Linked DNA regions of Mus musculus: region 2 is linked to region 1. The links are chromatin contacts, called in public Micro-C maps. All regions are on one chromosome and are shown on one strand. Each heading gives the region's core, a stretch centred on a gene start, on an enhancer-like site or on the middle of the called end of the contact. The rest is flanking DNA. Distances are from core to core; before and after follow the strand shown.

The links. A called contact is a pair of places that touch in the nucleus more often than the background predicts.
Region 2: a Micro-C map of embryonic stem cells shows a contact between it and region 1, with 2.2 times the contacts expected there. The contact joins the promoter of Slc22a3 here to the enhancer-like site in region 1. A contact is called at or near these places in 1 of 39 promoter capture datasets (stem cell-derived epiblast-like cells) and 1 of 484 Hi-C or Micro-C datasets (embryonic stem cells).

Annotation. Positions count from the first base shown.
Region 1 is chr17:12,104,633-12,108,712 of GRCm38.p6, reverse strand. No RefSeq gene overlaps it. Among named protein-coding and RNA genes, the nearest start is that of Agpat4, 13 kb to the left of the region's middle. Within about 2 kb of position 2,277, at least 5 of the 459 cell types and tissues checked have an H3K27ac peak or open chromatin away from gene starts, as enhancers often do. A contact at or near this core is called in embryonic stem cells, where this site is marked.
Region 2 is chr17:12,505,567-12,509,646 of GRCm38.p6, reverse strand. It overlaps Slc22a3 (solute carrier family 22 (organic cation transporter), member 3), which reads left to right and starts at 1,943. Exons shown (of 11, transcript NM_011395.2): 1 at 1,943-2,736. The coding sequence starts at 2,323.

The sequences.
Region 1 (4,080 bases), core at 1,028-3,527:
AAATGAAATAAAAGACAAAAATATTTACAATAGCATCGAAGCCTCTGGGGCAGAGGATGAATCCACTGAAAGGGGCGTCTGACTGATAAGAAGAAAATGGTAAAATACCACTAAGAAAAATTAAACAACATGTGCATAAGTGGGGAAATATCACAGAATAACACACATTCAAATATTTATATAAAGATATGAATCTTTATAAAACTGGGCTATAGTTTTCAAGCATTATATTTAAAAAGAAAATTATGAAGTCCACTGGCTGATTCTAACACTCCTGTGGGAATGTGAGGAGCCAAGGATAACCAGAAACAAGGTGGGCATTTCACCTGCTTCAGACTCCAACAGAGATGGGTGTGTGTTATAGAGCTCTGGTGACGCTGGCATTTAGCAGGCTGAGGAAGGAGGACTGTCATGTTTAAGATGAACCTGGATGGCAGAATGAGGGCTGGCTCATTATTATTATGAGCTACAGGCTGGACTAATTCCATAATAATTATGATTATATAATATGCAACACCATATTCACATGAGTACTAAATTACATCATACTTGAAACATAATACATCTATGTTATGGTCTTAGATATATTATTATCATCATACAGAATGAAAAATACAAATCAGGTACTTGCAAGGATTTGATTTATCACACACATGGCACTCACTATAGCCAAGGCTCTCAACCTTCTGATGCTGTGACCCTTTAATACAGTTCCTCGTGTTGTGGCGATCCCCCAACTATAAAATTATTTTTGTTGCTACTTCATAACTGTAATTTTGCTACTGTTAGGAATTGTAATGTAAATATGTTATATGCAGGATGTCTGATATGTGACCCTTGTGAAACGGCCAAGTGATCCCCAACGGGGCTGAGACCCACAGGTTGAGAACCACTTTAGAGAGATTGAAAGAGTCAATAAAAAAAAAAAAAAAGAAGTAAACAGTGTCAAGTCAGCTGATCAGCACACAGAAAAAATAAAACACCATCCCTCCTCACATTGTACAAAAAATTCTTCCTAGGTAGTTGGAGTCCAAAGGTGAATGATAAAATAAGACAACTTGAACACAAAGTGGGACATTATCTTTATCACCCTCAGGAAGAGATTTTCCTGAGCAGGACTCACTCAAGAAGGGAAAGAAACCAAGAGACTGAGTTACCTTCAAATGAAGAAGTTTTGATTTCTAAAAGATGCCATCAACAGTCGCAAGGCGATCTGCAGAGTCCAGGAACAAACTTGTCACTAAGAGCCCTTATCCAGAAGGTATTTAAGCATCCTTCAAGTAAACAAGAAAAAGCCAACTCCATAAATAATGTGAGGTTCTTGGAAAGGCATGTTGCTGAAGGAAATAGCTAACTGAAAAAACATTCAAGATGGTCAATTTCAACAGGAACGCACCCATCAGAATGGCAGCTCAACAATGGGTGAAACGTACTTGCCTGGCGGGGACCACAGAGCAGTTGATAGAGAGTCTGCACAGAAGGATAGCCAGGCCAAGCGTGATGGCCCATGCCTTCTATCCAAGTCCTCAGAAGTCACAGGCAGGTGTTAGCTCTGTGAGTTGGAGAATAGCCTGGTCTACATGGTGAGTTCTATACATAATATAGAGAGACTCTGTCTCGAACAAAACAAAACAACAACAAAGGAAAACAACAGACAGAAAGGCAGACAGAGACAGAGACAGAGACAGAGAGATGAAGTACCCTAATCTATTTGGAGAGTCATGGAATCTGTTTTAATAACACTGAAGGCACACTGAAGACACTGGTGGTACAGCGTTTGCCTCATCTACCCAGAAGAAACCCATGCCTGGGAGAATCAGAATACGTGTGATAATCATCAGAACAGGGTGAGTAGAGGTAGCCAACAGCTGGACGCTCATGCACAGCAGAAGACATAAACAAATACCTTGTGATATGTCTATGCTACATCATCCAGTCATGGAAACAAATGGAACTCAGCTATGTGTAACGACAGGAAAGAATGTCACACATGTAATTTTTTAAGCCAAAAAAAAAAAAAAAAAAAAAAAAAAGGCTAGGAACCAATTCCATCTGGGTGTGGTAAGAGCATAGCTTTAGTCCCAGCAGCTGGTAGGCAGAGGCAGGTGGATCTCACTAAGTTTGAGGTCAGCCTGGTCTACATAGTTAGTTCTAGGACAGCCACGGCTATGTAGAAAGACTCTGACTTAAAAACAAAAAGCTACCTGCCATATGGCTCCACTGAATAGCTCACAGCTGGTGTCAGGGATGGGCGAGTGCTTTGCTTTGGAAGTACAGGAGAGGACAGATGGGAGGGGACAAAGCAGACCCAGGAGGTGCTGTAACATTCCACTTCTCGTTTCAAGCACTTACTATATGGATTTATTCCCTTAGGGGAAACAAACTGACCTATGTACCCTTAAGATTTGTGACCCTTTCCATGTTCACTTTGTTTTAGAAGAAAAAGAAAAAAATCGTAAAGGGAGGTGGGGAAGTAACGGGATGCAATTCGGTTGTAGAGTGCTGCTTAACACATATGGGGCTCTAGGATTGATCCAAAATACTCAGTGGCAGACAAACAGCCAAAGAGAAAAGGACATACCCCAACTTCTCTATCTGCTATTCAAAGGAAGACTCTCGATCTCTCCTCCAACACAAGGGACTTCAGTCTCTTAAAGCCCAAAACTCATTTGAAAGTAAATTTCTGTTTGTTCGGGTACACTGGAACAGCACTGATATTAACTTTGACTTATGCAAAGGGTTTCAGGAAGCATATTTTAGGAAGCATGGCTGACTGTGATTGGCATGCAATATAAGGCATCTATTGAGAGACTCTTTGTGGCTATTCTGTGGCTTAATTTTATCCCACAGGCACTTGCTTTGGCTCCTTTCTGTAATATGAAGACACATTCCTTAGCTTAGTATTTTTAATTATTATTATTTTCTGCAGCACTGGCAAGCTTCTAGTAAATAGTGACCTATTAAAGATAGGTTTGATGGATATTGCCAAGAATTGACCACAGTGATCCAGCCAGGGAAGACAGCCTGCTGACTCAGGTTAGGTGGGACCAAAGGACTGGCTGACACTGGACTTGTGGCATGGACAAAACCAAGCAAAAAAACAACAAGGTAATAAAGCCCCAGGGTTTTTGGTGGCACAAGTGGAGGACACTCCCTGCAGAGATCTGGGATGTGCTGGCTCGTTTGATGTCAACTTGACACAAGCTATAGTCATTTCAGAGGAGGGAGCCTCAATCAAGGGAATGCCTCCATGAGATCCAGATGTAAGGCATTTTCTTACTTAGTCATCAATGAGGGAGGGCCCATTCCACTGTTAGCAGGGCCATCCCTGGGCTGGTGGTCCTGGGTTCTATAAGGAAGCAGGCTGAGCAAGGCATGTGGAGCAAGCCAGAAAGCAGCACCCCTCCATGGCTTCTGCATCAGCTCCTGCCTGCCTCCAGGTTCCTGCCTAGTTTGTGCTCCTGCCTGGCTTCCTTCAATGGTCTGGGGTTTGGATGGGTAAGCCAAATAAACCCTTTCTTCCCCAAGTGGCTTTGGTTTCACCACAGCGATATTAACCCAAGCTAAGACACCTGTGAACGGTAAGACTGAGTATTGTCCGGTTCAGAGGAATCACTGTTTCCCCAAATTCTGGCAGTTAGACGGAAAACAAACAAACAAACAAACAAACGCATTCTTCAGAAACTTGTGAAGCCAGTTTCCCTCTACCAAAAGAAGCCATCTCCCTGATCAGAGGCAGAAGGGACAAGTGGCTATCAGTAGTGCCATTAACACACCAAAGTGCATGCTGGCCTCCAGGCTCCCTCAGTATCATGAGTACCCAGCCCTTCTCACCTCCTCCCCTACCCTAAACTTCTGCAGCTCATGGGCGTCCCTCCCCCTTGCTACTCATTCTCTTTAGAGCCCTGATATTCTGGCTATCATCTCTCTTTTGCCCGAGTCCTCTTGGTCTTCCTCTCTTGGTGTCCCCTCACTCCCACCCCTACCAGTCTCCCCCACCTCTTCTCGCTCTCCCTACGATCTGCTTCAGCTTCAGTCATGACCAGATCTGGTCTGTTGGCCATATTCAGTCTCTCTCTC
Region 2 (4,080 bases), core at 694-3,193, 400 kb before region 1:
TGAATGTAACTATGTGAAGGTCTATGTGTTTATGTGGAGTCTGTATGAGTATGTATGTACATGTGTATATACGTATGTATTGTATATGTGTATGTGTGTGTATGTATGTGTGTATGAATATGGGAAAACATTTAACATCTTATTAAAACATGATTTTTATGGTAAGACACAAAAAACCAGGACTATGAAAAATGTATACTTTATTCCATCCAAATTGAGATTTCTCACAGGTAGAGAAATCAGATGTTACTCCACAGAGTAAGAAGATGACGCCAGGGTTATCACACAAGTTTATCAATGAGCAAAGCACAAAAATATACAAACAATGTCCTCCAGATCCAACAAGTCCCCAAGAAACAGAGAGAATGTAAGCAGGGGACAGAAAGAGAAGTAGGCTAGGACTTTGAAGAGCATTGAGCAATGAGAGCTTGCTTTGGAGATCAAAGGGAGCCATCAGGTGAAACGTCCAAGCTGCCTCATGGAAAGTCATCCAGCAAGATAGGCTGGCCCAGAGGGCAGAGGCCTCAGTGCCTAGAGCATCTGGCCCTCGGTGAGGGCACTGAGGGCTGATGTAAGAGCGGTGGAACATCACAAGCAGCCCAAACTTGCCACACAAACTTTTGCTAAGCACCTACTGTGCACCGCCTTTGTATAGAGGTGAAGGCCCAGAGCACATGCTCCTCACTACATGAAACGTAAGATGGGGGGGGGGCAGGGGGCGGCACAGTTGAGGTGAACAAGTGAGCAGGTGAATCTGTTAGGGATTAGCTGGGATTAGCTTGGCTTTTAAGACAAGGGGAGCTGGGGATGTGCTTGTATAGGGAAGGGGGTTGGGTATCACCGAACTTCCCAGGTGATACTAGGATTAAAGGGGTACTGGAATGCCACTGAGATTCTGAGTCTGGGGCGGGCAGGATGTGCTTGTACCAAAAGCCAGCTCAGGAGGAGGAGGTGGGCTGGAGAGGGGAGACCCAGGCTGGGGATTCAGCAGGCAGTTACAAACAGGACCAGAGGGGCGTGTGAGATATGCAGATTCAGAACACAGTGAGTGAGGAGTAGGTGGTTTGTGCGTGTACACGCATGCGTGTGTGTGTGTGTGGGGGGGTGTCGGAGGAGAGGTAGAGAGAGATGGCTGTCTTAAGCTGTATGGTTTTGGCAGTTCTTGGGCCCACCCATGGTTGCTCAGTGGCAAAGAGCATCTGTGGTGACGATTATTGAATGAAACCCTGACTACTTTTCTGGTACTATTCCTCTTGCCAATCCATTTAGTCTTCACAGAGACCCTATGAAGTAGGTGTGTTATTAGACTTATTTAAAAGATGGAAAAACTGGGGCTGGCCAGTTAGGTTTCTCAGCATCCCGAGTAGTAAGGGTGAGAGATGCTGGAGCAAGGCAGCCTGGCTCTAGCATTCTTGCTGTGGGGAAGGGGACTAAATCTGAGCCCTCTGGATCCCTTGAGAGAGTTAGCCAAGGGTGGCCGATGGCAGGAGGTGAGGACCGGAAGAAGAGCGGGGTGGAGAAATTAGAATCCGCATGTAGAGCGCGCTATCACAGGTTGCTCTGCAACCTGGCAGCTGATTGGGAACCGGCTGTGCCAAACGATAGGGACCACACATGCTATAGGCTCTGTAGATTTTTGAGGAGCAAGGAAGACACTATGATGATGAATTCAAACCAACTAAGCACCGCTGTTTTCCGGAGAGTCTGGATGCGGGGATATGCAAAGGACTTTGACTTGACTTCTCCTTTTGAACTTTGGGACTAAGCAAATCTTTTAGCCCTGTGGGCTGTCCCTCTGTCCCATTGTAACAGTCTGTCTCTGCTATTTCGCCATCATCCCACCCGGAGCTGGAGGAATGTGATGACGCAGGTGCAGGTGCAGGTGCAGGTATGAAACTCTGTTCCTGGAGCTAGCTGACTGTCACTTTGAGAGCACAGTGGCTTGGGCCCCTGCAGCCTAAGAGTACTGGAGGCTATTCCTGGAGTCTTCAGAGTCCTGAGTCCAGCGAGTCTGGGTGATCCTGGAACTCAGTGAACTCTGACTTGGGGTGTCCCTTTAGGGCAGGCTACAGGTCAGGGCCCTTGGTGCACAGTGACACTACTGTGAAACCACCCCAATCCGCTCTCCGGGTTTACTCCGGTCCCGGGCGCGCACGGGCAGGAGGCCGGGAGCTTGGAACGGGAGGAGCAGCCCGGGGCGGGCTGCCAGGGCGAGCAAGCGAGCGAGGCGGGGGCGGCGGGTGCAGAGCTACGGGCGGCGGCGCCCGCGGGTCACTCTCAGGCCGGGCAGCAGCGACAGGGCGCAGGGTAGCAGGGCGCACCATGCCCACGTTCGACCAGGCACTGAGGAAGGCGGGCGAGTTCGGGCGCTTCCAGCGGCGCGTGTTCCTGCTGCTGTGCCTGACGGGTGTCACCTTCGCCTTCCTCTTCGTCGGTGTGGTCTTCCTGGGCAGCCAGCCCGACTACTATTGGTGTCGCGGGCCGCGCGCCACCGCGCTGGCCGAGCGCTGCGCCTGGAGCCCCGAGGAGGAGTGGAACCTCACCACACCGGAGCTCCACGTCCCAGCTGAGCGCCGCGGCCAAGGCCACTGCCACCGCTACCTGCTGGAAGCCACTAATACCAGCTCAGAGCTCAGCTGCGACCCACTCACTGCCTTCCCCAACCGCTCCGCGCCTCTGGTGTCCTGCAGCGGTGACTGGCGCTATGTGGAGACCCACTCTACCATCGTCAGCCAGGTAAGCCTGACTCTGTGCACCATCTCCTGTCATACAGCCAGTGTTAAGAAGGTAGTGACAAAGGTCTGGAGACTAGGTCCCTGGAGTCTTCATGACTTAGAGACCCCACCACCTTTGGGGACCATGATTTCAAGTGCTGCCTTGCAAATCCTGGGAAAGCCTTTATTTATGTCCCTGTCCTAAGGAGCGGGCTAAGAGATGATCTGGCCTTAGGTAAAAAGGAAAACTTTCCTAGAAGCCAACTTGGAGAAGCTTCGTATGCACCTGCCTCCACGGTTGTCACTGAGATATGTTGGCACAGTGGTTGGAGATTATGGCTGGGGAGTTCTCTGCCTTCGGGCGGGTGGGGTTCGACTACATTGGCATGCCTGGGTTGGCTTTTCTCCAGGGAGCACAGGAGAGGGGGTTATCGACTTTGGATTCTTGAAGACAGTGCAACTTCTTTCCAGTGTCCAAATGATTATCTGGCATGTAGGGGACAAAGGTCGAGGCTCTCCCGGGCAATAATTTTGGTAAAACTGCTTTGGGGACAAAGAGCAGCAATTTAAGAGAAGTCAGGAAAGCTGGAATAATATTGGTCAAGAGTTTGTGTTTTTTCCTGCTAGTAAATTATAGGAAGGCAGCAGGAGGGGGCATCTTCCCCCGTTTACTCTGGTGGCTGCTGGAGCCTGGGGGTTGGAGGGGAGGAGAAGAGGAGGCGGGGGTGGGCAATCCCTGTGCTCTTGGGGGATCTCCCTCACTCAGACCCTAACTGATTCTGCATCCTCCCACACGGTGAGTGGTGAGGCTGTGAGCTTTCACTTTTTAAGTCAGTTCAGAAACTGCTTTCAGAGGCACCTGGTCCACAGAGGAACCATTTGGCTGAGTTTTACCTATCGTCATAGCTCTACTTAACCTTTGTAAGATGACTGAGTGTACTCAGGTAAATGGAGAAAGAAACTCGTTTGTCTCTAACTTAGTTCTTGTCCAAAACACCTGTTTAGATAACAAGGGAAACATGCTATCAGGAGCAGAAACGCCCCTTCTGTAAGGACACAGCTCCGTGAAGCGGTTCTTTCTAGTAAGGCCATATGTGGGCGTGGTAGCCTACTCAGTAAAATCCCAAAGTCCTTGTCTCAAAAAATAAGACATTGCCCCTGACTTCCACATGCACACATATGTGTGAACACATCAGAATATGTGCACCCTCATCCAATGTGCATGCATGTATGGGTGCATGCATATACTATATTAAAAAGTGAACATTAAAGGAATAACCTTCAAAAACAAAATGCACACCCACCCTAGAAAGGTTGGCATGACCATGACTGAAGGTGATCTTTGGGTATCCAAGAAGAGGATCAT